Regions from separate parts of the Gossypium hirsutum genome. Here region 2 is linked to region 1. Evidence: chromatin contacts called from public Hi-C data. All regions are on one chromosome and are shown on one strand. Each heading gives the region's core, a stretch centred on a gene start, on an enhancer-like site or on the middle of the called end of the contact. The rest is flanking DNA. Distances are from core to core; before and after follow the strand shown. Region 1 holds the start of LOC107912953 (zinc finger CCCH domain-containing protein ZFN-like). Region 2 holds the start of LOC107912958 (protein LUTEIN DEFICIENT 5, chloroplastic).

Region 1 (2,700 bases), core at 100-2,599:
TTGTAACTTTCCCATAATTTAGTGACTAACAGTGTAGTTTACCCTAAATGTTTATACTTGGGCTTTATTGAGGGGGAGGACTTCTTCAAGAGAAGTCTTCAAAATGTCATCTGTTGAGTAATCTGCTAAAACGTCAACTGTGTTAGGTATTGTTCCTATATCGAAGTTTTGTCTCCCTCATCTACCAAGAGCCTTGATGGGTTCATAGAGGAGAAGCATCTCGGCTGGTGGAAATTCGACTTGTAAGACTTAAGGGAGAGATATCGGTATAGTGTGTTATATTAATTATGTAGTCACTTGTGTGTGGGCAGACTCAAACTACCAATCTAAGGCATTTATGCCACATACTTGTAAGTATTATACCACGCTATCTAGTAGACTACACTCTGGAGACTTTTTTCCAAAGAGTTGACCGTCCTCAACAATAAAAGACGCCTTCTATGAATCTAACTTCTTAAAAATAGACTTCAAATTTGGGCTTAAAATAGGCTTTAAAATGGATATCTAAAATTGGGCCTCAGCTTGAGCATTTAAAAACTTAAAACTGGACTCCCATTTGGGTCCCAAAACAGCAAATATGAAATGAAAAATGGAGTAATGAACAGATTTGAGCTTAATCAGAATAAACTGCTCTGCAAAATGGGTAAAAAATTAGAACTCAAATGGGCCCAACAAATGAACGTTTAGTGGGCTTTTGAGGGCCTCTTTAAATTGGGCAGGGAAAATGAATTTTAAAATGGACAAATATCAGATCAAACTTGGACCCAAAAACAAAATAACTTCCAATCATTTTCCACCAAAAATAAATTGGTTTAATTCCCACAAGTTTTAAGATATCAGTTTTGGCCCCAAAATCTAGAATGAAAATTTAATGTTGCTCTTTAAAATCTAGGAGTTAAAAGCATGAAAGATTGTAAAAGTCAAATCTGGGCTATCTTAACCAAAATTAAGGTCCTTTCTATACGTAGTTATAAAAAAATGTCAAACTTACCAAATTGTTGTACTAAGGTCATTTCACCATAAGATCTATGTCACTTATCTCTAGGACCACTATGAAGAATTATTCTATTTTCAACAATATTTCAAATTCTTTGATCACAATTTCTAAAATATAAAAAAAAAAAATTGGACATGTGTGCCTCGTGGTGTTGTGATTATATTTTCATATCTGAAATTGTAATAAAAGAAAAAAAGCAGGGAAAGTAAAACCGGTTTCCCTCCAGGCTCCAAGAGGTGGTAAAATTATGTAAACCACCAATAGGATTAGGTAACGACCAGAGTCAATTACAAATTTAACAGCCCATGACGTGGCTCTATAAAGTAATATACTGCGTATTTGCGCGTGTGCTAAAACTGAACAAAGGAAAGCAAATCAAATGAAAGTGGGTGGGTTTTGGATGGTTCATTTATTTTTCCCTTTTTATTTTTGTTTCTTTTTATTTTTTTTTGTTTTGTGTGGAGAAGAGAAAACAACGCTCTTTCGCTTCTATCAAAAATACATACAAATTAAATAAATTTGGAAAAAATATTAATTGTTTTTAAGAAAACAAAGACAGACTTTCCGTGAAGAAGAGCTCTCTTTTTTAGTATTTCTATAATTTTGTTTCTGTTGGCAAAGGAGGAAGGAGAGGGAAGAGGTTTTTTTTTTTCTTTTTTTTTGTGGTTAGGTGACAGCGCGGTTTTGGAACGTGGAATGAGAATTGGTGCGTGGAGGTGGTTCTAACGTGACAACGTTGAGTGATGGTGATGGAGGAAGATGACTGTTGAATGGGATTCTCATTCGATGCTGGAATTCCTATGTCACGAACAGCAACGGCGGCCGTGCCTGTCACTGAAGGATCCTCGCTTTCACCTTCGTTGAATCAAGGTCTCTCTCTCTCTATATATATTTGTTCATTGATTTACTCCGTTTCTTTATTATTTATTATGATGATGATCATTATTCTACGTTTTTTCCTTTGCGAAACGCAAGTGAAATACAGTTCATGTGTTTCGTTGGTTATTTTCTTGTTGGGAATTGTCCTTTTGCCCATTTTTATGGAGAATTCTGGTTTGATCATTGTTTAAAATCAGTTCTATTTTTCGTTAAGTTTTTAATTAAGAAATTATGTAAATTTTGATTTCTAATAATTAATTTAATTGCGTTTCAATCATTAACAGCAATTCAATTATGCAGTGATTTAGAATAAATTGTGCAAGCTTTGTTTGGGCTGCCGGGAAGAATTAGAGATTCCACGTTCTTAATTTTTTAAGTCAAATTCAAGGTTCTAGGAATTAAAATAAGATTTATAATTTTTTGTTATGATTTTTTCTCCTTTACCAATATGGTTTTTTTTTCTTTTTTTTTCATTTATTGCTTTATTACTTGTAGAAAAATATTAAGTTCTATATATATTTGGATAGGATTAAGGTGTATGTTGTTACTGCTTTTACTGATTATCTTTTCAATTTAGGTGAATTTGATCAAAATTTGATTAAAGAAAAGGCTATTCAAGCAATCTTTTCTTTGAATAAGAGGATGCACGCTTACATGGTTGCCAGACAATAGTTCACTTCATGTTTTCTATTTTCCTTTTTCTGGTTTCTTTGAAATTCCTTTCAACTTTCAAGAGTAAATAGGAGTTCTTTCTTTATCATTGTTCATTATAAGAAAAAAGTTAAGGTTGAGGATCAAGTAGAGTTAGGTTTCTCCTCTTTTAC
Region 2 (2,700 bases), core at 130-2,629, 160 kb after region 1:
ATAGCACGTCTTCTAATGCGCCATATCTCACCATCAGCTGGGATAAGTCCTTTTCCCATGACAAAGTCCAAAATCTCTGCTAATATACCCTTCACATTGAAGAGAACAAAAGATGAGACAAAAACAATAAAGCAATATTAGTCCATCCAAGAAAAGCCAAGAAGTACACCACTGTTTACCTTTGAATAAGCCTTTGAGTTGTCCTTCAATATATGCTTAGCAATGGAAGGATCGGAAACAATCAAAAATGACTGCAGCAACATCCCCATCCCATGTATGTAACAGGAAATCCATAATTATCTTGGACAATGCTATGTACAAGAAAAAAAAAAAGAAGCCAAAATGGAAAAGGACACACGAACCTTTGGTCCAAAGGTTAGCCTGAAAATCCCACCATAAGTGAGGTAAAGCTCATACAAAGGGATGAAGAAGGCCTCACTTCGGATGGCCTTAATCGCCCCTTTCGCCTCTGGAATCTTGGGATAATCTTCAACATCATCAACCCCTTTAAATAAGATTTCAAGAACCCCACTGGGAACACCAATTTTCGACAAACCATTCTTCAATAGAGAAGGGAAACTAGTTCCCAGGAATAGGAAGACATAAAAAGAACAGCAAATTAGCAGAAATTATTATGAAGTAAAGAAATAAATACAAGTCAGAGAATAGACTAAGCATTCACCAATATAAATATAATTAAGCCAATCCAAACATGACAAGGAAGATTACAAAAGAATACAAGGATATCAAGTCCAAATATTATTCTTAACCACAATTAATTGAAAAAATTAAGAAAGGGAAATAAAGGTCAACATCCCTTTTTCTTTGATGAAAAACAAAAGATACCCAAAACAATAGTAAGCATCACAATGACAGCTAAAAGGTTATAAAAACCAAAACCAAAAAAACAAAGTGAAACAAAGGCAAAAATACCCAGATTTCTGAACAGTGAATTCTCCAGAAGCAATCCTGGCAGATAACTCAGCCCGGCGTTTCTCTTCAAGTAAACGTTCCACACTTTTAACACCATTGTCAGCTGAATCAGGCTCTCTCCCATTAGAAGATGATCCACATTTTACTATTCCAAACTTAGATGTGCCTGAAAATCCCATTAAACAAGCAAAAATGAAGCTTAAAAGAAAAGAAAGAAAGAGAAAATGGAGAATTGTAAAGTTAGAACATACCATAAGGTCTAAAACAAGAAGCAGTGAGTTTGGGTTTGGGTTTGGTTAAACGAAGCTGAAGAAGAGGAAAAGCTGGAGTGGCAGCCATATAAAAGTAGGGTGGCAATGGAAATTTATGGACAAAGATAATATGGGTTTAAAGAAAAAATGAAATTGAAGATAATAAAGGAAGTGTGTAATGTGGCGGGACCTCCAACTCTCAAACTCTTTTTTTTTATCTTATTTTATTTTTGTAATGTCTTAACCGCAAAAAAGGAACAGGAACTAGGCAGGGGAATCTTTCCAACAGTTGATAGCGTTAGATTCCGTGTCATCTAATTACCATTTTTTTACACTCCTTCAACCTACTCCCCCGTAACCTTAAACCAGACTGACTGGATTGCTTGGATTCTCAGTCCAAGATAAGAAATATCCATTTTTATTTATTTTAATTGATTGTATTTGATCATCCAATTTTAAATTGTTTATCACTCTAATAATCATCATAATTTATTTTTTCTTTTATACCAATTTTTAAATCTTCAACTTTAAATTAAAACATGTTATCCTTTAAAATATTAATTGAGTTAAGATAACAGTGATAATTTATTTATTTTATTAATACTAAGTGAGGAGATAAGATTGTTATAATCAATCCATTCTATTTCTTTGGCTTTTACTTTGATGGTTTATTTTAGGTTAAAACTAGATGACATATCTATGTATTATATTGATAATAAGCTAAATTTGTATCTAATTTCGATAATTCTTACTACTGGGTTTGTAATTTGTATCTAATTTGGAATATCGAAATTCGAATTAACAAGCAAACCAAACTAAATTAGAGCATAAACAATAAAAGAGGGTCGAATTAAAAATTCTAAAAAACTTATGGTTGATCAGATTTTTTATTTAACTTTATAAAAAGCTAGATTTAGAAAAAAAATTTAGTATAAAATATGATTTTATGTGATCGTTGTTAGATGAATCAACCTAAAATTAGCATATGTATTATATATAAATACATTGTATGGTGTCTTTGGAAAACACATTGGACATTGAATAAAAATTATAATTTGTTTTCTCTAATCTTTTTCAATACATCTGTAGTGGTAGATTTTGGCAAACCGTTCTGTCATCTCATTTCTTTTTCTTATTTTTGTTTAATTGTTTTGTAACTCATTTCTGTTTTTCACTTATTATCATTTTATTCAAATCCACTTTTAAATTCTAATTTGAGTATGATTAATTTCATGTTCAACTAATTTTCTTTTATCTTTAGTCCGGTTATTATTTCGACAAAAAAATTGTGAGATATGAACTCGCACTAAAAAACCTTTCAACACAGTATTTGTTATCTCTCTAGAATATGAGATAGTCACAATCATCCCTTAAAGTTAATTCAATTTCAATTTAAAAAGCGCGCGTTAGGTTGGAGTTGTTTGGAGTACAGTTGGGAAAACAAGACAGTCGTCTGCCGAATTCGAATTCCCGTGAACAAATTGGTGTGTTCAATTGGAAAAAGTTAGTTGGATTT

Evidence for each region. A called contact is a pair of places that touch in the nucleus more often than the background predicts.
Region 2: a Hi-C map of callus shows a contact between it and region 1, with 2.6 times the contacts expected there. The contact joins the promoter of LOC107912958 here to the promoter of LOC107912953 in region 1. A contact is called at or near these places in 3 of 34 Hi-C or Micro-C datasets (callus and leaf).

Annotation. Positions count from the first base shown.
Region 1 is chrA13:99,301,300-99,303,999 of Gossypium_hirsutum_v2.1, forward strand. LOC107912953 (zinc finger CCCH domain-containing protein ZFN-like) reads left to right here and starts at 1,350. Exons shown (of 6, transcript XM_016841354.2): 1 at 1,350-1,867. The coding sequence starts at 1,768.
Region 2 is chrA13:99,462,167-99,464,866 of Gossypium_hirsutum_v2.1, forward strand. It overlaps LOC107912958 (protein LUTEIN DEFICIENT 5, chloroplastic), which reads right to left and starts at 1,380. Exons shown (of 16, transcript XM_016841359.2): 1 at 1,185-1,380; 2 at 934-1,099; 3 at 363-579; 4 at 180-251; 5 at 1-89. The coding sequence starts at 1,272.